Linked DNA regions of Mus musculus: all the other regions are linked to region 4. The links are chromatin contacts, called in public Hi-C and HiChIP or PLAC-seq maps. All regions are on one chromosome and are shown on one strand. Each heading gives the region's core, a stretch centred on a gene start, on an enhancer-like site or on the middle of the called end of the contact. The rest is flanking DNA. Distances are from core to core; before and after follow the strand shown.

The links. Hi-C and Micro-C count contacts between places; a contact is called where the count stands out from the background. HiChIP or PLAC-seq counts read pairs in DNA pulled down with a chosen protein or histone mark.
Region 1: a contact with region 4 is called in an H3K27ac HiChIP or PLAC-seq map of large pre-B cells, with 3 times the contacts expected there. The contact joins two enhancer-like sites. A contact is called at or near these places in 10 of 39 promoter capture datasets (the 3T3-L1 cell line, the C10 cell line, cranial neural crest and 6 more), 1 of 484 Hi-C or Micro-C datasets (bone marrow-derived macrophages) and 5 of 115 datasets of contacts at active chromatin or transcription factors (bone marrow-derived dendritic cells, double positive thymocytes, embryonic stem cells and 2 more).
Region 2: a contact with region 4 is called in a Hi-C map of pro-B cells, with 2.8 times the contacts expected there. The contact joins the promoter of D030045P18Rik here to the enhancer-like site in region 4. A contact is called at or near these places in 5 of 39 promoter capture datasets (the C10 cell line, cranial neural crest, hippocampal neurons and 1 more), 1 of 15 datasets of contacts at CTCF or cohesin (large pre-B cells), 5 of 484 Hi-C or Micro-C datasets (the HL-1 cell line, cardiomyocytes, nephron progenitors and 2 more) and 5 of 115 datasets of contacts at active chromatin or transcription factors (differentiating embryonic stem cells, embryonic stem cells, large pre-B cells and 1 more).
Region 3: an H3K27ac HiChIP or PLAC-seq map of double positive thymocytes shows a contact between it and region 4, with 2.9 times the contacts expected there. The contact joins two enhancer-like sites. A contact is called at or near these places in 1 of 39 promoter capture datasets (cranial neural crest), 5 of 115 datasets of contacts at active chromatin or transcription factors (double positive thymocytes, embryonic stem cells, hepatocytes and 1 more) and 1 of 9 other capture datasets (embryonic stem cells).

Annotation. Positions count from the first base shown.
Region 1 is chr10:44,281,345-44,288,219 of GRCm38.p6, reverse strand. Atg5 (autophagy related 5) reads right to left here. Exons shown (of 8, transcript NM_053069.6): 2 at 2,023-2,188. The coding sequence starts at 2,130. Among named protein-coding and RNA genes, the nearest start is that of Atg5, 16 kb to the right of the region's middle. Within about 2 kb of position 5,234, at least 7 of the 459 cell types and tissues checked have an H3K27ac peak or open chromatin away from gene starts, as enhancers often do. A contact at or near this core is called in liver, where this site is marked.
Region 2 is chr10:45,803,294-45,809,617 of GRCm38.p6, reverse strand. It overlaps D030045P18Rik (RIKEN cDNA D030045P18 gene), which reads right to left and starts at 1,914. Exons shown (of 3, transcript NR_040624.1): 1 at 1,662-1,914.
Region 3 is chr10:44,377,903-44,384,472 of GRCm38.p6, reverse strand. No RefSeq gene overlaps it. Among named protein-coding and RNA genes, the nearest start is that of Mir1929, 22 kb to the right of the region's middle. Within about 2 kb of position 3,517, at least 189 of the 459 cell types and tissues checked have an H3K27ac peak or open chromatin away from gene starts, as enhancers often do. A contact at or near this core is called in double positive thymocytes, where this site is marked.
Region 4 is chr10:45,099,010-45,105,530 of GRCm38.p6, reverse strand. All of the region lies in intron 6 of Prep (prolyl endopeptidase), which reads right to left. Among named protein-coding and RNA genes, the nearest start is that of Prep, 35 kb to the right of the region's middle. Within about 2 kb of position 2,115, at least 55 of the 459 cell types and tissues checked have an H3K27ac peak or open chromatin away from gene starts, as enhancers often do. A contact at or near this core is called in double positive thymocytes, liver and pro-B cells, where this site is marked.

The DNA of each region.
Region 1 (6,875 bases), core at 3,985-6,484, 820 kb after region 4:
ATTATGCCCCATCTGACATGGATGCTAGAAATGAACTGAGGATCCACCTTACTGATCCATTGACTGACACATGTGTGTGTGACAGAGAGACAGAGAGAGAGAGACAGACAGAGAGACAGAGAGATGTGTGTGTATATATGTGGGTTTGTGTGGTGTGGTTGTGTCTGGTAAGTGTGATCGTGGTGTGTCTGTGTGTGTAGGAGGGTGTGTGTGGTCTGTGTTCTGTAGTATACGTGTATCTGAGGTGTGTATGGTGCAGTGTGGGTCTGTGATGTATATGTTTGTGGTGTGTGTGGCGTCTCTGTGGTGTTCGAGTGACCAGTGTGTGTGTTTATACAAACAAAAAAGAATGCATACCAGTATTCCACAGTGATTGTACACACACACAAACATACATTTTTTTTTTTTTTTCATTTAGATATTTGGAGGCTGGGAACTGAACCCAGGGCCTCTCCTCTAAATGCTAAGAAAATATTCTACCACCCTACTATACTCCATGCCCCAATGTTCTATTAAACATGTCAGACATAACATGTTGTGATCATATAGTAGGTCATTAGGTCATATTTAACATTAGGTCATAAATAACATTGTCATGTGAAGAGATTTTATTACTGTATATATATTTGTAAGTCCATTAATATACATATTTGACTAATTGCTTGGAATCATCTAAATATGTAAAAATCCAATGTTGGGTTAAAAGCACTGGCTGCTCTTGCAGAGAACCTGGGTTCAGTTCCCACCACCCACATGACCAATCACAATTGTGTACAAGTCCAGTTCCAGAGGATCTGGCTCCTTCTTCTCACTTGCTCAGGTACAACAATCATGTGGCATCCTTAAATGAAGGAAAATACCCATATACATAAAGTAAATAAAACTTAAAAAAACCTAGCTTCCTATTAAAACACAGCACATTGCTTATGATTCCACTACAGGTGTGCTGTGTGGTAGGTACTGACATTCTAAGTCTGTGCTCTGTTGTAGAGATAGCCTGACTCCACTCTCTAAGATAGATGACTACACGCACACAAAAAAGAACGCATATCAGTATGTCTAAAGTGACATGTGTGTTTGAACTGTGGGTAGCATGATTAGAGGGGATTTATTTATCTTAGAGAATTGCTGTTATTTAATTATGTGTATGTACAGGTACTTTTGAAGAGCAGAACTAGAGCTTACGGGGGTTGTAAGCTGCCAAAATGGATCCTGGGACCCTGGGTCCTCTCCAAGAGCAGTATGTGTACTTCTCTGTTTAGCTGCCTCTCAAGCCCTCTTTTGTTTGCATTGATTCATTTACGGTGCATCAGGTGCATGTGCACATACATGCACACACATGTACATACATGTAGCCACACAGATCAGTGTTAGCTGTCTTCTTCCATTACCCTTCACCTTATTTGTTTTAAAGAGTTTATGTGTGTGAGTGTCTTGCCTGCATGCATGTATGTGCAGCACAAAGTCACAGATGGCTGTGAGGTGCCACACGGGTGTTTAGAACTCAAACAGGGTTCTCTGCAAGTGCAGCCAAGTTCTAAGCACTGAGCCATCTCTCCAGCCACTGTTCACGTTACTGAGCGCCACTAAATCTGGAGCTCACTGGTTTGAAGGCAGGGCTGGGTGACCAGCTAGCCCCTAGGCACCCTCCTGTCTCTGCCTCCCCAGAGCCCACACTATGACACATGGCACGTTTCAAGTGAGTCCTGGGGAGCTTAATTTGGGTTGTCACACTTACATGGTAAGCACGTGACCAGCCAAGTAACCATCCTAGTCTTCTAACCGCCCACAGTAAAGTGAGGGACGAGGGGAGGGGACGGGCGAGGAGGAGGGGGAGAGAGGGGAGTCTGCGTCAGGATGTATCATATGAGCAAAGAATACAAGAAAGAGAAACAAAGAAAGAGAAACATAGGAAGGAAGGGTGGATGGAGAAAATATCGCAAAGTGACAGCCTCCACATTCTAAAACTTTTATTTTATTGTAAATAATGGACGAAGTTATAGGTCCCCTTTGCACACTTACATAGTATGGTTCTGCTTCTCTTTCAGTTATCTCATCCTGATAGAGAGTAAAGCAAGTTGGAATTCGTCCAAACCACACATCTCGAAGCACATCTTTGTCATCTGTCATTCTTCCAGTGGATGAAGCAGTACATATAGGCTAAGTTCTTCCTTCAACCAAAGCCAAACTGGAAACAGAATAAATAGCATTAGTCAGATCCTTCCAAGAATTAATGAAAACATTTCATAGGCAAAAAATGAACACCAAAAAACTTCACTTAAAGAAAAGGTGGAGTGGGGTATGGGGAGGCCTCACTGATGTACACCTTAAATCCCAGCACTTGGCAGGGGCAGAGGGGCAGAGGGGCAGAGGGGCAGAGGCAGGTGATTTCTCCAAGTATGAGGCCAGCCATACTTACCTACCTCTTACTCTCTCCCAGCCAGGGAGGAGGGGAGGTAGGTAGGTAAAAGCCAGGAATTTCTACATTAGAGAAGCCGAGACAAGAGTCTGTATGTAGCAAGACTGAGCTATTTGGTAAAACACAATCTCAAAAAGTCTGTGTGTATACACATGCATGCATATGTGCATGCATGTGTATGTGATGCCAATTACATATTCAAGTAATAAGCAATATAAGTCCCATCAAAATAGAAACTATACTTCTGCAAAATGTGTGTGTTTTTTAATGTTTCTTTTAATGCCTTCTTTCTTACAAACTGCAATCAGTTCTCTTAACTACAGGCCAGCCCCCCTCCCAGTTTCCAGCTCAGCCCCTTCAAATGTTTCCTCAGCCATTCCTCCCTCAGTTTCCCAACAGTCTGCTTAAACAGTCTCGTCTCTCATTTTCCCCAGTAGTAGCCTCTCCAAACTATAGCAGCTGTTCTACCCTATCTGCTCAGCTTGGCTTCTCCTGGCTCAGCTGTCACCAACTGTCTCTTGTCACTCTGCTAGTCTCTCTACTGTCTCCTAATAATATGGTCTCTGGCTCAACAGGTTCCCATTCTCTTCTGCTCAGCCTCCTTTCTACACTGACTGTCTTTTCTCCTCAGCCCTACTCAGTCCTTTCCTAAACCAACTGTCTTCTCTGACCCTACTCTCCTGCCACCTGGACCCTCGGCTCCCCTCTCTCAGCCTCTGCTGGCTCTTTATATCCTCTCCTATCCCTAGAATTCTAGAGGCAACCCAAACCAAAGGCCATAGGGTCAAGCAGTTCTCTTAAAGGGCCAGGTGACTAGCAACTGGGGATCCTTTAAAGGGCCAGGCACAAAGTAAATCACACCACATACTTCTTACTTTTTCAAGCCTGGTAGACTCTTATCACTCACCTAAAAGAGAGCCTTGTACCTGTGCCTTATGATCTTAATCTAATTTCAGATGATTATTCACATAATTACACTTGCCCCATCTAATGTATTTAGCCTCTCCTACCACGTTTATCATTTCTCCTGAAAAAAAAATAAAAAGAATATTTGCTTCGATTTGCAGATGATAGCATATACCAATCAAGAACTGGGGTTGGTGCAAGCCTATAGGCCTCATGGGTTGAGCCTGGGTGACATGAGCCCCTGCCAAACAAACAAGCAAGCAAACAAATAAACAACAACAAAAAGCTCTTTATTAAGTTTATTCCCTTTTCTAAATTTCATCAGATGCATAACTTGGCCCCACCAATACTTCCAGTCATACTGATTACAACTCCGTCCTATAGACCTCAGTAAGCCCCGACCCCTAAACATCCAGTCGCTGTGCTCTGACTCCCCAGCCTAGTACTAACTCACGCTGCTTCTCTCCAACTCTTACTCACACTGTCAAGTGACTAACACCCTCAGTCCCAGTGAAATATTTCTCCAACTCACAACAGTCCTTACTCCACAGGGTAGCGCTGCTAGCTCGCTCTGCACATGAGGAAAGTCTCAGGATCAGGGAAGGACAATGTGCATGAGCTCTGGGATAGCCCAGGCTATCATGCTCATACTCCATGTCACCTGTGTACATGATGAAACACACACTGCTGATAATGCACAGGGCAACCCAAGGAGGTTCTACCTGAGTATTAAGGGTCAATATACAACCAAGACAGTGTTGGGCAGTTAATTCATAATTTAGTATAATGTATAAGAAAAATCCTAAATAATTGCATGGTGCCCTCCAAAATTATGGGCCTAGGTGGATATCAATTTAAAATTCTTTTTAGAGTTATTATTTTATGTTTATGAATGTTTTGTCTACATGTATGTGTGGGCAACACATGCATTTCTGATGCCCTGAAGATCCAGAACAGGGTGTCAGATCCCCCTGAACTGGAGTTACAAAAGGTTCTGAGCCACCATGCAGATGCTAGGAACTGAACTTGTTGCAAAAGCCAAAAGTATTCCAATGGCTGAGCCATCTCTCCAGCAGGACATCAATTATTAACACCGAGGTACATCAAGGAGCTTGCTTTTATCCTTTCTCCCCACCCAGGACAAACCCTTTGGGATTGGCATCAGTTAATCCATAGTTAAAGATCAGTCAGCTGTTGGCCATCCACACATAAGCAAACTGCCTTAGGTGGGAAAAGACCTGCCTTATGTCAAACTACTGGCCACTAGTCAACTTAGAATAAGGACCCTGGTACTTAGCAGTGCCTTGACTTTTATTAAATATATACAAGTATTCTAAGCTAGTGATATACATATGTAAATTTCATTCAGTACCACAGTGAGACTTCAAATTCAAGCATGCTTAAATTCTACACTCAAAAGAAAAATTTCTGAATGTACAAATCACTCAAATTAACTTGCTGAAAACAGGAAGCCCTCATTACTTCCTGACTAGGTTAGCAGCTGATCTTTAGAATAAATGTCCAGGCTGGAGAGATGGATCAGCAGTTCAGAATGCCCGCTGAGCTTCAGAAGGCCTGAGGTCTCTCTAGCACCCAGCTAGGATTCCGCAGAAGCACCTGTAATTCCAGTTCCAGAATATCCAATTCCCAGTTCTGGCTTCTTTGGGCACCCACAAACATATCATAAATTCACACAGATACACACTGAAACAAATACACATTAAAAATCAAAGTAAGATAAATTTAAAATAAGTAAAATGAATAAATTTATGTGGTTATGGGCTGGAGAGATGTCTTGGTGGGGAAAGGCACTTGCTGCGCAGTCTAATGACTTGACTTAGACTACTGAGAGCTACATGATGGGAAGAGAAAAACTGGCTGTCCTGATCTCCACGTGGCTGCATGGCAGATGTGCACACAAGCACAAACATACCCCACCCACACATAGGAATCTCAAGTTATACTACAGGGTATAGTCATAAAGACAGCCTGGTGCAGGAATAAAAACACACAGGAAGAGCAATAGAAAAGAAGATCCAGAAATAAAATGACAAAGCTATGTATCCACTGAATTTTTGACAAAGTAGGCAAAAACATACTGGAAAACGGACAGCCTCTCCAGCAAACAGTGCTGGCCCTCCTGGCTGTACCTGCAGCAGAATGAAATTAGTCTTACCTTTCACCTTGTATAAAAATCAATACAAAACAGACTAAGGACCTTAATTTAAAACTTGAAACACTACAACTTGAAAGAAAACACCTTTTAAACTACTGGGATAGGAAGAACTTTCTGAACAGAACATAACAACACAGGAGCCAACCTCAAGTATCAGCAGGTGGGGCCACAGGGAAGTGAGAAGTCTGTACAGCAAAGAACGCTGTAGCCACAGACAGCCCACAGAATGGGGGCTACCAGCTACACTCAGTCAATATCCAAACTTACAAAGAACTGCAGAAATGAAACACCAAAGAAATAACACTGCCAATTAGCAAGTGGGTAAATAAACTTGAATATTCACTGTTAAAAAAAAAAAAAGAAACACAATGGCCAATAACTTTAAAAAAAACAATGTGGGTTTTTTTTTTTCAGATTTATTTATTTAATGAATTTAAGTACACTGTAGCTATCTTCAGACACACCAGAAGAGAGCATCAGATCCCATTTCAGATGGTTGTGAGTCACCATGTGGTTGCTGGGAACTGAACTCAGGACCTCTGGAACAGCAGCCAGTGCTCTTCACCACTGAGCCATCTCTCCAGGGAATGCAGACTAAAACTACTCTCAGAGCGTCTCACCAATGGCTATCGGTCATCAATAAACGTGACAACAAATGTTGGAGAGGATGTGCAGGGAAAGGAACCTCAACCACGATTAGTGGGCCACAAAACACTGCAGCTGTCATGAAACTCAGTTTGACGATTTCTCAAAAAACTTTTGAATAGAATTATCATGTGATCTCCTATTTCAGTTCTGAGTATACCCTAGCATAGAAGTGTTTTCACCCTCATCTTTATTATTGCTTTATTCACGAGAGAAAGGAACTGAAATCAACCTCAATCCCATCAACAGACAAATGGACAAGGAAAATTGGTGTATATATAAAATTATATATGTATACATATATAATATATATATATATATATGGAATACTGTTCAGCTCTAAAGAAAAATGAAATCACAAATTTTGCAGGAAGATGGATGGACTTAGAATATATATTATTAAGCAAGGTCACACAATCTTAGAAGAAGAAAAACCACATTTCTTCCTTACATGCAGAATCTAACATGAATGCATCTGCGTGTGTGAATACATATATTCGTAGGTACAGTAACATATGAAAGAGAGCAAGAAAAGCTAACATTAGGAAATGAAGAAGGAATGAATGCAAGTAGTAAATACAAGCTGTTTCCGAGTTCTGACTCTATCGTGGTTTTTTTTATTGGTGGTAGTGGTTTTGGTAGTGGGTAAGTGCATAAAACAGTGGAAATATAAAATCCAATGTGGATGGGTGGTGGTAGTGAACACTTTTAATCCCAGCACTTGGGAGG
Region 2 (6,324 bases), core at 665-3,164, 700 kb before region 4:
TGAGCATGGGTGGGACGGGTGTCTAGATTATGTTGTGTTGCAGGAAGATCCACTGTGGGTCTTACACCTGAGAAAGCAGAAGTGACTGAGCACTAGCATGCATGTGTCTGCCCCTTCCGCTTTGCTGCTTTTCTGCAATGTGAAGAGCTACCTCAGTCTCTGCTGCTGGGACTTCCCCAACATGCTAGCCTATACCCTTGAACTGTGAGCTGAAATAACCCTCCTTAAGTTCCTCTCATCATATCCCCCGTGTGTCAGACACCATGGGGCAAAACTAAAGCAGGATAACACTCTTGAGAAAACGGTTGTCGAGGCTATAGGGATGGCTCTGCAGTGAAGACCACTGAGGGCAGGACCATTGAGTTCCTAACAACTACGTGGCAGCACACAGTAACTCCAGTTCCAAGGGATCTGACACCCTCTTCTGGCCCCCTCAGATGCCAGGGGCATGCACAAGGTGCACATATGTTCATGCAGGCGAAACATACACCAACAAAACAAAAGCAAATAAATATTTTAAATGGTGATAGGCATGGAGAGACATGGACTTTGAGAGCAAGGGTACATTGTCACTCAAAACCCATCTGACACTGCCATTAATAACATAGCAAGACCTGAAACTTGGCCTAGAATTCTTCTCACTATAACATGCTATCAATAATATATTGATATATATAGCTTTCTGAAATAACAATCTACATGCAAAATGCCTTTCATATAATACTCTCAAAGGTCAGTTGCTGTTATTTCTGCTTTAACTGAAGAAACTATGGCAATGAGCCGTGCATGAACAGAAAACATCTCCACTTGGTCATCCTTGAAAAATGTGGTGTTAAAGTTTCCACTCACATTTTCGAGCTAAGCTATATGCCTGTACAGGAAATACAAATTATTAATAGCAGTTCCAGTATCTTATAAATGCAGAAAGTAATAAATATAAAAATGTTAAGTACACAGAGTCGATGATAGAGAGGATTTGTTTATTTGCACGATTTATGAAATTGTGACCTTGAAACTCTCATGCAAAAAAAAAAGCCATTAATCCCAATTTGTAAAGTACATGGGACCCACAGCAGGAGTGGTAATGTGGATAAAAGGCAATGTAAGAAGGCATAGACTGTCTTTTATAGCACATTTGTCAGCTTCCTTCCCATTAAGCCTGTTTTAAAAGGTGAGGTATATTTCTGACCCTAAAAAGTTAAAATTACTCACCCCAATCAATCTGGTATTGTACATTGAGATATACTGCCTTCTTCCACAAGTACTAAAAAATTTTATAAACCCTGAGGTAACCAGAGATGAATTTCTTAATAAAAATTCAATTTGTAAGGTTTCAATATTATTTACTTCTTGATTATAATTTGTGAGCCTTGCCCAATACAGCCACATAACTCCCTCCTCTGGCAGTGGAAGTTAAATTGATTGGGCCTGTTCACTAAATAACACATGAGCTGAACCATTTTTTTTTCTTCTCAAGTCTCTCATACTGCCTTGCTATTTACTTTCTGTCAAAATAATCCTTGCATGTCAGCCACCAGGCAAAACATAGACATCTATCTAAGAATTTTCCTCTCAGTTTAGTAAATGACTTTATATTGGAAAGTCTTTCTGCTCACGCAAAATTCACATAGAAGGGGAAAAAAAAGGTAACTCTGACATACCTGTTTCACCATTGTGGGAGGAAAAAATGCTGACACTGATCCTTGCTTCTCCCTCAGACCAAGGAATACGGCTTTATTTTGCACTTCCGGTGCTATTCATTCTCAATAGTAATCACCAGAGACTTAATTACACCTTCGTGTATGCCGGAGCAGAGGCATACAGTGTTAGTCCACAGGGTACTTGTGGGAGGGGCACATGGAGGCCCTGGAACTTTCCATTCTGCCTAGTTTCCTGGAATTCTGGCAGGACAACGGAAGTCCGCATGGATGCTGCACTGTTGGATGCTGGGAGCCTAAGAAGAAATCCCATTGTGTCCTCCCACAACCTTATCAGTTCAAGACAGAAATCCTCAGGCAGAGTCCGTTTCTCCAGCGAGGGACATTGCTTGGACTGAGAAGCCAGGCCACATGCGGGTCTGTAGTAGAATTGAAGCAAACTGTGCCCCTTGAACGACCTGTCTGACCAACTGTTAATCATTATCCAAACCTCAACAGAGGGGGGGAAATAACAATAAAGACCCTCAACTCTCACTGCACACGGTGGGATAAACGCAGGCAGCACCCAAGAGCCCAATAACACGGAGAGAGCAAAGCTGAAACTGGTATTTAATCTCTGGGGAGAGGAAAGAGGGCATAGAAAAGAGAGAACTCTAATTGAAACCGCACAGAAGCCCCCAGTCAGTGCTTCACGCTGACAGTCTCGAAGCCTGTGTGGAAATTGGCTTCACAGTCTTTGTTTCCTCTGGGCCACATGCTGCGAATCTGGTTACAATCATAGCTGTTATTAATCAGAACCGGGCTTGGGTTGCTGGCAAGTAAGTGGTACCAGGATGTAAGCTTTTATGTGCAGATACACAGGCTCCATTGACTTTGCCCTCAAATTCCCACATACTGCTCATCAATATGTACAGAATGCTCTCCAGAGCGGAACATCCAAGGCACGGGAAAGGCCAGGGAGACTGACCAGAGAAAGAAATTAGGAACGACAGATGTTTGACTTCTGCAAGGTCAGAGAGGCCGGTAAATAAGGTCCAGAAGCAGAGAGCCAAGGCTAGGGAGGTCTTGCCCATCAAACCTCGGCTCCAAAAGCACTGCAAAGTCACGTCCTGAGAGAAGATCAACAGCGCCTGAAGCAAGCAACTCTGGTGTCAGCCCAGAGCTCAGGTTCAAACACCTGGCTGAGAAGCCTCTGGCAAGAGATGACAAGTGTGGCTAAGTGGCAGACCATGTGCTCAGCATGCACAAGGCTCTGGAGTCAACTCCCAACACCAAATAAACAAACAGATAAATAAAAAGTTGGCAGAAAAGCCAAGCACTTGCTGGGGATTGGTGATTTACATAAAGGAGAGCAGCTTGGGAGTGGCTGACATATAAATTACATCTTTCTACAAATTCCCTGACTTCCTCCTCACCCCAACACCTACTAGTTGGCACAGCAGCATCTACACTCATTCTGGCTCTACCATATTCCCAGATCACTGGCTAGAGTGCTCACTTGCCTTTTTTCCTGGGTAGTTTCAGGTTCATTCTTACACATCAAACCAATATGGCTTCTTCAGTATGTGTCATGGCCAATTCCCCAACTGGGAGGAACCCCAGGTACGGACAAAACAGAGAATGGGAAAACCCCTCTATACATTTCTTATTAATACTTGTTTTTCTTGTAACACTCACATACACAAGATTACACAGGTGCATACCGGATGCACACAGAGACTCATACACCATAATTCGATGCTACCTGGAGAAACTAGTCATTAAAACATTCACCAGTGAATTGATTCTGTCTAGCCCACGCTGCTCAAAAACCTGCATTCCCTCCTCTCTCTTGTCGCAAGTTTGGCATATCCCCACCCAACCCCCACCCCCACCCGCTCTCCCCCCCCCCATCCCCCAACACACACACACACACTGCAGCTAAGGAGCACCACTCGTCACCTAGTGGCTGAAGGCACCATAAATTTATTCTTACATTCCTGGAGATGAGAAGTCTAAAGTAAATCTTAGGGGGCAAGATGTGTATTTTTGTCAAGCTCGTTCCCTCTGGAAGTTCAGAAGAGAACTTGTCCCTGCCAATTTTCATTTCCAGGGCCAGCGGGCTTTCCTTGGCTCATGGTTTCATGAGCCCAACCTCCTCTTCCAGTATGGCACCAGCTATACCCACCCTCATCTCCTGTCTTTCTTAAGGACCTCTGTGGTTGCATCAGATCCACCGGAATAGCCCAGAATAAGGTCTTTAAGATCTCAATATTCCTCTGGAAGCTCTCAGAGACTGAGCCGCCAACCCAAGAACGCACACGGGCTTGAACCAGACCCCCAACACCTATGTAGCAGAGGTGCAGCTCAGTCTCCATGTGGGCCCCCACCAACTGGAGGGGAGGCTCTCAATAAAGCTATAGCCTGACTACGGTATCCGTTCCCCAATAGAGCTACTTTGTCTGCCCTCAGTGAGAAAGCATACGCCTACCCTGGCTGAGATTTGATGCAACCAGGGCAGAGAGGGGTTGGAGGAGGGGTGGGGGCTCCATCCTCTCAGAGGAGGAGGGAAGGGAGATTGGAGGGAGGATCTCTGTGAGGGGGGAAGTCGACAGGGGAAAGTCAGCATTAATGCTAATTAATTAATTACTTAATTAAAAAAAAGAATCTCAAAATTCTTAACTCAGTCACAGTCGCAAAGTGCCCTTCAACATTCACAAGACCCAGAGCTTTGCTTGGGCCTGTCTTGTTATTCACTTTGCCACAGTAGTTCCAGATGTTACAAATGCCGATTTTAAAAAGCCTATCCATGCGAGAACAAGGTGATTGAAAAGGAAAACTGCTAAATTTGCAAAAATATTAACAATTCTACAGTCAACAAAAGTTATGGTTGAGAACTGACGGGATTACGGAGAATCGCTATGAAAAGAGTCCCACAGGAAAGCCCTTGACAGTTAAAGTAATAGGAAATGAGCAAGAAAATAACAGCTGGGCACAGAGAAGTAAAATTATTCCCATTCCACCTAACATAGGAAAAATGGTGAATCCCTCAAAGGTTTGCTCATGATGCAAAAATAAATATAAATAAATAAATAAATAAATAAATAAATGCACACTCATAAATTTGTCTTCAAACATCTTTTTACCAGAAATGAGTCAATCTTGACTCACTGACTCTGATCTTTTTGAATTACATTAATTTCATCCCAAAACAAAGCTTATTTTCACAGCTTTTGGATTTGACTTTTAAAATAACCGATTTTTTAAAAACATTTTTTACTATTCTCTAAAAATTTCAGTTCCTATTCTAAGTGCATTCTTTTTCAGCATATTTTTTTTCTTTCCTTTTTAAAAATTTATTTATTTTTATTTTATGTGCATTGGTGTTTTTCCTGCCTGTGTGTCTGTCTGTGTGAAGGTGTCATATCCCCTGGAACTGGAGTTATAGACAGTTGTAAGCTGTTGTGTGGGTGCTAGGAATTGAACCCAGGTCCTCTGGAAGAGCAGCCTGTGAGTGCGTGCTCTTAACCGCTGAGCCATCTCTCCAGCACCATTGTATATTTTCTAGTAAAAATCAGCCCTAGGAAAAGATGAGGGATGAAGGCAAACCTCTAGTAGATACCAAAATACCTGTAAAAGGCCCAGCTCTGAGAGCTGTGAGTGCAAGTCCAGACACCGTCCTAGACACAGCCCCTCTCCCTGCTCCACCCAAACATTTTCCTGATGACCAAAGTTTCTACCCAAAACTTCACCTGTCATGGGAAAGATCATCAGTTTGGTAAATTAATTTTGCTTCGTTTATTATTAAAAATGTATCTATTCACTGTACAAAATGGTGTTGATCATTCTCTGTGAGCTAGTTTCTCCCCTTCCTGTTTCTAAGTCATCCCTCGTCCATTTCCTGTCCTTTTTGTTTTGTTCTGTTTTGTTTCTTTCTCTCTCCCTCTCTTTTTGTTTTACTTTTTTGTTGTTTTGTTGTTGTTGTTGTTGTTGTTGTTGTCTTTTCAAGACAGGGTTTCTCTGTATAACTATCCTGGAACTCACTCTGTAGATCAGGCTGGCCTCGAACTCAGAAATCCACCTGCCTCTGCCTCCCAAGTGCTGGGATTAAAGGCGTGTGCCACCACGCCCGGCTTGTTTTGTTTCTTAAACCTAGATTTTCCTAAACAAGAGGCCCAGCATGTGATATATGACTTTCCGAGTCTGGGTGACATCTGCTTCACACCTTTCTACCCACTTTATTGAACATGACATGATTTTACTGCCATTTACAGCTGAATAAAACTCCAGTGTATATCTACAGCCTGTTTTCTCCATCTCATTTGATGATGAACATCTAGGCTAACTCAACCACCCGGCTATTGTGAACAGTGGCCCAGTAAACAAGGGTGTGCAAGCATCTCTGTGCGGTTCTAACTTATGTTCCTTCAGGTGTCCAGGAGCAGTGGATCTGGATCAAACGTATCATAAATACAGAATCTCCATTCTGTATTTACGTTTATTTCTAGAACCTCCATTCTGATTTCCACAGTGGTTTCTCTTTGGTAAATTTGACAGCACAAAATGGCATCAAATATCTCTCGTTATCACAGAGGAGCATCAGCAAATGCTCTCTACATGGGGTATTACCAACTGTCAACAGTTTTGAAGACTGAACTGTACTTTTACAGAAATGGAATACTTTTAT
Region 3 (6,570 bases), core at 2,268-4,767, 720 kb after region 4:
TCTTTTAAAGTTTCTAGGAAAGGCTTAGCCTTGTTAGAAGTCCAACTTCTCCTTCTAAGTCCCCAGGAGTCTCTGGGCTCATTTTAGAAATAGCTTCCCTCTGGCCTTCGTTCTCAGCTTACTTACTAGTTCCTTCAACATCTTACTAGAACTGAGCAGAGTCTGGCTAACCCTTTAACCTTAGCTGGCTGTGATCATCAGCTTTCCATGACTGGAACGTATGCCTGAAGTAATAAGCTTACAAAAAGAGAGGGGTCTGTTTGGCTCATAGCTTTCAAGTTTCAGTCTATAACTTACTGGCCCTATTGCTTTTGTCGAAAGGAAGCACATCACGGCAGAGAATGCATGGCAGACAAAGCCGTTCACTCACGGTAGGGAAGTAAGAAGGCAGAAGGAATGGAGTCCCACAGTTGCCTTCAAACACATGCTCCCAGTTATCTAAAGACCTCCCATCAGGCCTCACTTCTCAGATGCCTACCTCAGTCACTATCTCCCAATACCACAGCCTGGGGACCAATCCTTCAACACATGTCTTGGATCTAAACTCTAACAGCATCCTGTCCACAGTAATTCTCAGGACCTGTCTGCCCCTGAACTTGTGGTGCTACACCATACCGTTGATCTGTGGATAATGCAGCCAGCATCCTAAAGAAAGGCACTGTGCAGCTTGAGGCTCTGCCTTGCTAACTTCTTGAGTACTGGTTTATAGAGAGGAACAAGCCTACCAATTCTCACCACTGAGGAGCCATGTGGCTTTGACAAGCCATTGTGCTGTTCGGACCTGTCCCGTTCTCTGTGAAATGAGGACTACACAATCTATGTAGCAGACGACACAGTCTATGATACACGGAGCTCCAACATCCCGTCAGTTCTGAACTTACCACATCGCACCCCAGGAGAGCCTCAGGTTTTTATCCGGTGAGTGTCTATTCAGCAAGCAACATGTGACAACTGCATCATAGACTAGGGGTGTGCTGTCCAGGACAGGGAGCCTCTGTTCTCAAAGACTTTACAACCCAGTTAGAAAAAGGGTGCCAAACGTTAAGAACAAAACACAGTTCCCACTTATTAAGCAACCCGAGTGCGGTCTAGCAGGTGAAGGCAAGCCCAGGGCCCCTCGTTTGTTTCCCGGTTCTCAGGGAGCACTGCTCTGTACTGCCTGAGGTCTGCTGTTGTGAAAACAAGCGCTTTGTGTGTTCTGTCTGCTTTCCTCCTGGAGGTTATTGCAGGAAGGAAGACACATTGGGTCGATTATCCCATCCTGGCCAGAAGCAGAAGTTCTACCAAGCATTTCAGTCATACAATCGAATTTAAAAAACCTGACACTGCGTGTGTATGACGTTTACACTCATACCGCATATGAGCATAGTAAGTATTAGTCAGTTACTGCTAGTCCTGCCTCTACTATTACATCTCAATTTCTCCTTTTTTTTTCAGATTAATATGTATGTATGTGTATATATATGGAGGTTAAAGGATTTTTCCCCCTTACATTTCCATGTGTATCGATAGGTCTAGGGCAAAGCCCTTAGGAAGTTCAGCTTTGAAACTTTCAAAACCAGTTAAAAGGACCCTAAGGTGAGTACTCAGCCTGGGCAGCATTACACATTTAGTTCTGATATAAGGCAGCCTGGAGTGGTAGACTGCTGCCCTTTAGTGAATACGGATGAAAGCTACGGTTTTATAGAACTAGTTCCCCTCCGCTTCCTCCTCCCTTCCTTCCTTTTCCTTTTCCTTTTTCTTTTCTTTTTCTTTTTTTTTTCTTTCTTTTTTTTTTTTTTTTTTTTTTTTTTTTTTGAGTCAGGGTTTCTCTGTGCAGCTCTGGCTATTCTGAAATTTACAGAGATTCCCCTGCCTCTACCTCCCGAGTGCTGGGATTAAGGGCATGTGCCACCGTTACCCGGATTTATTTTCTTCTTTCTCTCTTTCTCTCTTTCTCTTTCTCTCTTTCTTTCTCTTTCTCTCTCTCTCTCTCTCTTTCCTTCTTTCTTTCTTTCTTTCTTTCTTTCTTTCAATTTTATGTGCATTGGTGTTTTGCCTACATTATGTATTTGGAAGGGTGTTTGATCTCCTGGACCTGGAGTTATAAACAGTTGTGAGCTGCCATGTGGGCACTGAGAATTGAACCTGGGTCTTCTGGAGTTGCTCCCAGTGTTCTTAACTGCTGAGCCACCTCTTCAGCCCCTAGAAATAGTTCTTTTCAAATTGTGTTTTGAAACTGCATTCCTATGTAGGAAGATCTCTGCTGTATTTTCCCTTTTCTTCAGACCATCTTTGCATAGTCCATAAACATCAATACTTTCTCAGTACCCGAACTGGGCCTCTGAGGCCACTTCGAGGTCTTTACGGACCAGCAGCCTCATGCTTTGTGGCTGCTCTCTTGCAGGTGTCGTGGGAGGGTGCGCCCATGGGAGGTGGCTTCGTTTCGCTTACCACTGTCACAGAATACCAGAACCGGTCGGTACCGGATAGTGAACCGACTATGTCTCTGCTCAGGGTTCTAGGCAAGTTCGAGACTGAGGGGTGGCAGCTGCCGAGGGCCTTTGTGTCCAGCATCCTACAGCAGAACAGAGAGGAACGTGGCTGGAGGCCCCTTTTTTGAGCATCCGTTCTGTTCTAAACAGCTTAATCACCTTTAACTGGGCCCCAGCGCCGGACCGGCCCTGCTGTGTTGGGAGTGAAGCTTCTCCACTCAGTGGAACCATGACTGTGAATTTTAACCACTTGCACCTGAAAAAAAAAAAAAAAAAAAAAAAAAAGGAAGAGGATGCTGGATTAGGTGCAGTTCCTTTCTGGGACTTGGAACGTTGCCAGGAGCCTTGGCTCACTTTCCTGTCAGCCAGCCTCTCTGGCTCTGCAGACAGGCCAGGGCAGGAGATGCCTGTAGAGACCTGTAGGCAGACAGCTCAATGCAAAGATCACTTTCACTGTGTTGGCTGGGTGCTGGCTGCAAGCAGAGCCCCGGGCTGCTGCCAAGGGTTAAGGTAGCAAACCAGCAGTAAACGGAGTGCTTGGCAGAAGCCCAGCCTCTGAGACAGAGACAGGCTTAATTTCCATCCTTGGTCACAGTTGCAAAGGGACATTGCCACTCAGATCAACAAATCTGGTTTGCATGTGAGACATACAAACCATTCTTTGCATTGTGAAACAGAGTCTAAGAAGGTCCTATTCCCGGAAACCTCGAGGTGCCTCCCCTCCCAACTCTTAACATCCAGGTTACTCTAGCTGCTCTGAGTGAACCCTGACCTTTGAAAGGGGGGTATAATGCCTCCGAGAAACCCCAGGCCTGACTTCAAGCAGATCTTTATATAAGAACTGATTGCACAAGCCTGCATGTGTGGGGCTGAGGGAAGAAAAAGGGAAGAGTGCTTTCTGTGTATGACTGAGACCCTGCTATTCGTTTGACTTGGATGTTTCAGCTGAGCTCTGTCGATTATGAAGATAGTCATATATGTCAGTACTAGAAACCTCCGCTCGCAGTTGTACGAGCAGCTGCCCCATCCTCCCGCTCTAGCCTTGCCCTCCTCTGCAGTGAGCAGGAAGCAGAGACTCAGAGAGAGTTGGGCCTTGGCAGCTGGGAAGTGGTGGGGCATCAATTCTGCCCTCATAGCGAAGGGCAAGAGTGCTGGTCACATGGAATCCGGAGATGGCTGTGTAATGTGGGAGACGCTGAGTTCCATGTTCCCACACTGTAAGTCATGATGACACTGTTAAAAATGACGGGTGGGCGGCGGAAAGTGAAAGAAAAAGAACAAGAGGGAACAGAAACCGACCAGACGCACAGAGGATCAGGCGAGTGTAAGGAGGAAGGCACGAAGACAGGCTGGGGGAGGGGTAGCCTGGAAGTCAGTCAGGGAAAGGGGAAGGCAGGCAAAGGAGACTGGGTAGGAGGAAGAAACCAGACAAAGAGGATTGCGATGAGGTAGACACAGAGACAAGACCTTCTCCTTGAAAAAAAAAAATGTCCTTTTCCAGCCGAGGGTGGAGGCCAACCACGCCCCAACCCCTGCCTGACACGTCACTTTCAGACCCCGGCTGCAGGGCCAGCCGGAGAAGTCCCTCACCTTAAATCTGTCTCTGCTTGTTGAAGAAGGCCCGAATTGAGATGGAAGGAGTTTGTGAGACTTTCTGGAAATAACAGAGGAGAAAAGTAGAGAGCCATGTGCTTGGCAGAACCCTCTCGAGAGTCCTCAGACAGGCTGCGCCCGTTCTGCCCTTCACCTCAGGAGTGGTACCAAGCTCTCTGGCTTTGGTCTCCAGAAATCTGCAATCTGGGAGGGATCAAAGGTCCATATGGAGAGCGCTGAACAGCCACGCTGTTGCGCAGACAGTGAACACAGGCAGAAAATACCAATGGAAGATGAATGAGAGAAAAAGATGAATGAGATGAACGAGACCTTTAAAAAGATGAATGACCTTTTAAATGGACAATGGCTTTCTTGACAATGTCACAGAATTTTCTTAACTGTGGGGGAATTAGGGTAAACAATTTGGTCAACTATGGAAACATGGACAACTGGACCAAGAAGGTCCAGTGTGTGGGCTTGAGAACAGCATAGCAGAGCCAAAGCAGAGAATCCCATCACTAAAGCCAATCTCCAGGTGAGCTGGCTCAACAGAAGTATGGCATTGACCTTTAAAAAGTTTTTAAAATTAGCACTCCCCAGAAGTTATACTTATCATTAAAAAGCAACAAACATTGCCTAGACAACTCTGGCACAGGCCAGCTTGCAAGAGGGCCAGGCTTAGCCTCATCTGTCAGGTCGGACAGACACAGACTTCAGAGGACAGCTTGAGATCAAAGGTTGCAGGAAAAACTGAAGATGATGGAGGGTAGGCAGACACTGAAGGAGACTGAGGTGGTGGTGGTGGTGGTGTGTGTGTGTGTGTGTGTGTGTGTGTGTGTGTGTTTGTGAGAGTGTTTGTGTGTCTCTGTGTGAGTATGTCTGTTTGAGTGTATCTCTATGTGTGTGTGTGTGTCAGTGTGTATGTGTGTCAGTATCTGTGTATCAGTGTGCATGTATGTGAATGTGTGTTAGTGTGTCTGTGTGTGTCACTGTGTATATCTGTGTGAGTGTGTGAGAGTGTATCTGTGTGTATGTGTGTGTTTGTGTGTATCTGTGTCTGTGTGTGTCAGTGTATTTTGGGAGTGAGGTGAGGATATTCAACATGTAGTTGACAAGAACATGAAGCAAGGACAATGACAACCAAACGTTATGGATTTGTTTGGTTTTTCAAGACAGGGTCTCATGTATGCCAAGTTGGCCTTAAACTTGGCCTCGGCTACAGAGCCTCCCAAAACGGGATCACAGGTAGAAGAAGCCATAGCACCTTGTTTTATGTGGTGCTGGGAATGGAACCCAGAGCTTTATGAATGCCAAGCAAGCACATACCAACTGAGTTACATCCTCTGCCTAGAACAACCAGCATTTATGGGGTACAAACTGCCAGGTGCTTTCTCAAGCATTTTGTATGTTACTTGTTCACATAAACTCTTCTATTGTCCTATGAGGCATTTCCTGTTAACTGTATTTTATACACAAGGGAACCTGACTATTCCATGGGAGTTAGCTCAGTGTTCTATGTTCTGTAATTCTTAAATCTGAAGACATATAAGAATCAATGTTTATGTTTATGGGTTGGTTTATGTTGTTGTTTGTTTTTGGTTTTCTTTGGGGATTTTAATTTTTAATTAAAATTATATAATTAATTAATTTAGAGGATCCATGTCCCGGAGGCTGGTCTCAAACTCAGTCTGTAGCTAAGGATGGCCTTTCAACACCAGGATTACAGGCTTGAACCACCATGCCTGGTTTAGTCAATGCTGGGGACAAACCCCAGGCCTGTCACGTGCTGGGTGAGCACTTTGCTAATTTACCTACCGCCTTAGCCCACTGCTGTTCCTTTATTTGTAAACACTCACTTTTATATCTGATTCTAGACACACTGTCAAAGATTAGGTTTCTGTGAGGAGAGTATGACTTCACTATGAGGAGTTTAGCATTATAATTAACACGATGATTTCCCCCAAGAGAACTAAAAACTCTAGTTCAGCGTTATGAGACCTTCATATTAAAAGAGGCCCATCAAACGAAGAACCTCCTGGGTTCATAATGGGCAACAAGGGTCTCTCTCTGATACTCCGTTCCAAACTGTAAAATGCCTGGGAAGATGCAAAGCTCCTTTTCAAGAAGAAGGAGGAGGAGGAGGAGGAGTAAGGAGAAGAGGAGGAGGAGGGGGAGGAGAGGGAGAGGAGGAAGAGGAGAAAAATAAAGGTGCCCCTAGCCCTGGAAAGAGCAGCCAGGTTCTTGTCCTCAAGGTAGCCTCTCTCACAAGAACCGAAGCTGAGGCTCGGGCTCTGGCAGAGCCCGGCTGGGAGTCTGGGAGGCAGCAGATGGAGAGAGATAGCAATACATCTGTTTTCACAGGAGCCTGTTGTTCTCTGTACTAACTGCTATAAAAACAACACGAAACCAGCCACACTTCAGTTTTGGTTCTAGTGACTAAATCAAGGAATGGCTCGATGGTTGCTGTGTCATTAGAAATGAAACCAGTTCTTAAACAAGAGAA
Region 4 (6,521 bases), core at 866-3,365:
GCTTCTTGGCCCTGGCATTCCCCTGTACTGGGGCATATAAAGTTTGCAAAACCAAGGGGCCTCTCTTCCCAGTGATGGCTGATTAGGCCATCTTCTGCTACATATGCAGCTAGAGACACAAGCTCTGGGGGTACTGGTTAGTTCATATTGTTGTTCCACCTATAGGTTGCAGACCCCTTCAGCTCCTTGGGTTCTTTCTCTAGGGGCCCTGTGTTCCATCTTATAGATGACTGTGAGCATCCACTTCTGTATTTGCCAGGCACTGGCATAGCCTCACACGAGACAGCTATATCAGGGTCACACTGTTGACTCTTGTTCCGTATAAGAGCCTTGCTACACTTTCTACCTGTGATCCTTTAATTTGGTCATTTCATAGACATATTCTAAGTATCTATATGTACAAACTCATGTTTTATTTATGTATATTAATGATGTGTCAGTAAACTCACAGAAAATGTCACACCAGACGAAGGAGACAATCACACGTAAGCATGGAACTATGCCACATATTACACATCAACAAGTGCCACAAATAATAGGAAGAAATCTTAGCAAAGGGGGCAGGACATGTGGTGAAGGTCTGTAGTTTTAAAAATAGCACTGGGGGAGGCCCCTTAGCACAGCTCACTGGCAATGCCTCAGAGCTGTCATTTCATTTGACATTATCTGTGTGTGTGTGTGTGTGTGTGTGTGTGTGTGTTATCTGGAGGCTCTTGGTATTTTCTTGTTACTTTCACTTATTTGTAAGTAGATTACTACAGACTTGGCCTTAACAGTGTTCTTGGGATTTGCTGTGCTCCTTGGATCTGTGGTTTGTGTATTTTAACAAAAGTACCTTTTTTTTTTTTTTCAGCATTTCCCCTCATTTACATTTTAAAAACACCCTCATCTCTATCTTGGCATGTCAAACAATGAGCTTCACTTGGTCCTGTATAACGTTTTCTAAAAGCCGTTGTAAATTATTTCTATAATTTTTAAAGTCTTTGCTAACTCATTTGCCATTTCTGAATCTATCCGTATGATTAAGGATTTTCCTGGCTCCAGGTCACATTATTGTGCTTCATCGGCCATGTGGTGACTTCTGAATTGGACTCTGTGACTTGGAACGTCGTCAGGACTTTTTCTCTCTAATCTGCCTGTAAAATGTTTTGAATCAATTAATTTTCTGGCAAACCAGTTGGCCCCATTCCCACTTGCTCTCCAGCTTTGCTGGCTCAGGTCTGCAGCCTGACTGCACAAGCTCTCGCTCTCTAGGGACCACTGACTCCCTAGGTGCTGATAAGGCTTTGTGACTTTTGTCATAACGCTGTCACCAAGCCTTGTCAAGCGGTTAGTGGTTTATAGCTCCTGGGTGTTGAGCTCAGCCTGAATTAGGGAGCCCCATTCAATGCGCATGCATCCTGATAGAAGCCACAGAGTGATCCAAAAGCAAATCCCTGTGACTCTTCCCAGGAAGTCGCCACCACCACACACACCTTCAGTCTCTCTGGATCCTCAGTTTGGTGAGAATAAAATGCTCAGTTTCATTCCCAGACCTGTGTGTGTGTGAGTGCGCGCATGTTGCGTGTCTGTGTATATGTGTGTGTATACATATATACATATAATATACATATACATACATACATACATACACACACACACATATATTTTAAAGACAGAATCTCATGAAGCTCAGGCTGGCCTTGAACTCACTATGCCACCACAGATGGCCTTCAGTTCCTTCCTGGTCCTTCTGGCTCCACTTACTGAGTGTTAGGATTACAGGTATGTACAACTACACCTCAAAGTCAATTTCTTTATGACCCTTTTTCACTTCCGACTGATCAGAGTCACACATTTCATTTCTTTTCTGCTTTTACTAAGCTAACAAACTAATGCTCGTCATGTTAGCCCCACCTTTTTAGACAGTCCTATATTAAAAGCATCAGTAATCACAATTATAATTTTATTAGATATTATGCAAAACAGCCTCTTTAACATTAATTAGTTCAGGCTTTTGTTCTCTTGTCCTTTGAAAACAGACAGAAACTGTGCAGCTGCTTCGAGCCAGGCCACATCAATCACAAGTGACAGGCCTTCAGCTGCAGCGCCTCAGTCAATGGAAAAACAGAACAGCAACGTTCGCGCGAGAGCACCAGACCTTGGCGAGCAGCTGCTTCTGGAGTATCCCAGGAGCATCCCAGCACCACCAGACTAACAGCCCCAGCAGGTCACAGTCAGTCTAAGGCAGGGGTCCCAGGGCACACCGCTGTCACAATGACAGTTAAGACAGGTGTCGTCCTCTTGGTGATCATCACAGAGTCGCATAATTTGCCTAACTGGAAACACCTTTGTATTTTCAACGTTCAAGCTGTCAATCTCAAAACTATGTCTACATGATTTTCCTCTGAATGTACAGATTAGAAAAAAATACCTTTCTCCACTAAAAATTAATTAGGAACAATAGTTCCTTAGCTTCTTAGAATACTTTAAGGTTATTTTAAAGATGATTTTTAGAGATCACTGTGAAGACAAACATTCTGCTAATAAGGTCTTTCTGACTCTAACAGATAAGCGGTGGGGTTGGGGGGATCAAGAAGCAAACAAACAAGAGAGTCAGGGTCTGGACTTTGATGGACAGCCTAAGTCCTCCTCTACAAAGTATTACTGTTTTAAGCAGTATGATAGTAGTTATAGTAGCCTCGCTTTCTGAAAGCAATCTGACTAAAAACACTGTGTGGAAAAGAGAAGCAGTAATGCTAGTCTGACCAATTATGAAATATGTAATTCCTAAGTTTCTAGTTTTCATACCCTTTATTTTATAAGATTTTAAGTCTTGCAAACTTCCTTAAAGTCATAGTCACTTTTGTCCTTGATAAAACATTAACACAAGCAAAACCCCAAGAATGACTATAAATGAGACAGTTATGTTCTGATACTAGATCTACCTACCTTCTTCACGGTATTGGTAGGAATCAAAGTTGAAAGTCACCAGTCTTACTACTACAAAGTTTAATATGTCAATATTCTGATAGCTGTATTCTATGGTGTCCTCTGGCCTATATTTAGAGTGCTGATTTAACCCAACTAGAAAATAACTAAGGGCAAAAAGAAAGCTAGCATCTGGGGCTTGCCTTGGTTCCAGCTACTTGGAAATACTACCAATAAAATGGAGACTGAGTTGAGTGCTGTCTCACCCCTGGAGTGAGCTACCACAGCGAGGTTCACAAACAAGACCTTTCTTAAAATAAAGCATATTCATTTGCCCAGAGTAGATGAGGGCACTCAGGTGTCACCAAAGGTGGCTGATTTCAGTAGGATCACCCAGCTTCTATTTTCTCTAACAAAGACATGCCACAAACATAGGTACTCAGTGGATCACAGCTAAGGACGAGTTTATTCAACCAGATTATTGACGGGTTACCCAGTGGCTGCCACTGAACTCGATTCTAGATTACACAGAAAACCAGGGCAGGGCTTTGAGAGCTAACACTAAGCTATTTAAGACAGACAGATGCAAACAGTCAATATTGTTGATTGAACATGATGTATGATGGTCAGGGAGGAGCAACTAATGGTTAAAGCTCTGAAAGAAATGTAGATCCCAGAATGCTTTAGGAAAATGCGTCCACAATTTCTAAGGAGATGTCAGACTTCTAAAGTCAGTTGCTTAAGACTTCCCATCCTTACAACTGCTTGTGCTAGTGTAGGTATGCGGTCCCATGACCAGGGAACTGCCTAGTGTATACCCAGGCTATATGCAATGCACTCACTCTCAGCATACGTCTCAGGACGGACAGATGCCACCCTCCAGGACTAAAACACTCACGTCTTTCTGTGCTGGATGCTGGAACAGAGAACTAACTATGAGTAGAAGGAGCAGAGAAAGCGGTGACACCTGAGACTGGAGGCTAACAGAGGCAGGCAAACGGGCTTTAACAGCTTGGAGAGTTCACCACGTTCCTCGGAGGCAACCTTTACCGGATTTATTGGACTCCTTTCACAACGGCTTTGAATCATAACAGCATTACTTGGATACTGAGTCTGTTCCCAACACTCAATGGAGGAAAACTTTCAAATGCCAAACTCCATGCACATGGTGAGTTTTCAGATAGGATCATGGGTGGCAGAAGAGGCAGTGTCAGGCATACAAGCAGCCACACATACAAGCATATATGACTAACCTACATATTTGTGATAGGCATATGTCAGACCAGCCAGCATTCTCAGATAGTACAATAATACAGCCAAGCAAAACACGATTCTATTCAAATGCTATTTGATATGCTGACCTACCGGTAAGTTAGAATCAGATACAACAGAACATCCTGAGCAAAAAACCAAACCAAACCAAACTAAACCAAAACGCAATGAAACAAAAACAAAGAAAATAACCCTGTTCAAAATAATTCGGCTCTTGACAAGGGCTGGCATTTATGTCTCTAACCCATGTCTTCTTCCTCTCCTGGGACCCAAGCTTGGTCAGTCAAGAATTCCGTTTGTTTTCCTTCCTCCCTTTCTGAGTGATACACGAATCAGGTGAGGAAAGTAGTTAACCAGCCCTCCAACAGCAATATAGGCTGATCGTCTCTAATTTAAAAACCCCAAACCTGAGCTGGCAATCAGCCAGCCTGGCCAGATATGCCCACAGGTGCAAACAGTAGCAAGAATGCCATGGGGTAACCAACTACTTCTGATTGGATTTGAGGTCAACTCCTCAGGAGGAAATGTGTACCTGAGATGATACAGAACCCCAGGCTGGGGAACTCACGAGACCCACGAGGGAGCACTGCACTCCAACCTCACGGTTTTTATCTGTTTTTGTGCAGCAGACAGAAGCTAATACAAAAGGTCACACTTGATCAAAGTCCAGAGTTCAGTGGAGTGCTCAGCCACTGCCGCCCTGACACCCAGGAGAGGGGGTGGAGAGAGGAGACGCTGGAGTTGGTAGAGGACTGGACCTTAAAACAGCGCCTTTTGAACATAACAGGATCGCTGCACCCATGAGCTCTCGGCGGCACAGGAGAGAGCCACCACCCTGCCCGAGACACTACAGACAGACGACACTACAGACAGACAACTGACAGCTTCTGAGGGAGGGAAGGTTGTTTTTCTCTCAGCGGGATCTCCTAGAAGGTTGACCACACTCTGGGGGATGGTGGGTGCCACATCCATGCGTAGATGGGCAGCACAAGTCTGAACCAGTGAGCTATCTAAAACAAAAAGCAACAACAACAAAAAAAATGAGGCCACGCAGTTGGGAGGGGGTAGAAAAGGTAGAGGAAGATATGGAAGCCATTAACAGGTAAATATGACCAAAATATATATCTTGCAATGCATACGATTTTCAAAATTAATTTAAAAAATTATTTTTAATTAAACTTTTTTTATTCAAACTTTTTTTTTCTGTATTTTATTCAAACTTTTTTTTTTCTGTTTGGTTTTTTGAGACAGGGTTTCTCTGTATAGTCCTGGCTGTCCTGGAACTCACTCTGTAGACCAGGCTGGCCTCGAACTCAGAAATTCACCTGCCTCTGCCTCCCGTCAAACTTTTTAATTCAATATTTTGATCATATTCTCTCATCTCCCCCAAATCCTCCGAGATCCTTCCACCCATGTCACCAGCTTCATGCTCCGCCCCCCCCCCCACACACACACAAAAGAGAGAGAAATGGAGGCAGAAAGACTGTAGGAGCCGGAGGTGGTGGGTGATAGAACATATGAGCTCACACACTGTCACTGGACACAGGTGACACCAGACACAAACAAGGGGAAGACGGCAAAAGTCCCACCAAGAAGCTCTCTGCGACCGATACTTTCTAGGAAAGGGAAAACCAGCTCTCTCCTTTGGGGCACCCTCATTAGGTGCCTCGAATACTGCTCTACTGCTGTGAAGAGGCACTATGATCGAGGCAATTTACAGAAGGAGTATTGAACAGGCCGCCTGCCTACAGTTTCATACTGTGAGTCCATAACCATCATGGCAGGGAGAATGGAGGCGGGTGGATGGGTGGGCAGGAAGGCAGACACTAGAGCAGCAGCTAAGCGCTTATATCAGAGCCACAAGTTCGGCAAAGAGACTACAACTGGACCTGATGTGGACTTTTGAAACCTCAAAGCCCTCCCCCAGTGACACGCCTCCTCCAACACGGCCACACCTCCTTATCCTTCCCAAACAGTTTCACTAACTGGGGGCCAAACATTTAAATATATGAGCCCACGGCGGCCTCCAGACCAGCACACTGTGTATTCTAACCACACTCCAGGGCAAGCCACATGCCCAGGAGTAGTTGGCCAGCACAAAACAGACTCCATGTTTTGTGTGTGTGTGTGTGTGTGTGCACACGCGTGAATTTTTCACGTGAATCTATATGTAACATCTATAATTGCATATACAAGTATGTATTTTTAAATTACTAGCGATTGCAAGCTAATGTATGAAAATATCTTATGGCTTTATGTAATACATATTAAGATTTAAGATTAAAAAAAGACCAAAAAACTTCAAGAATAAGGTGTGACAGAGTTAAGTCCCCAGTGTA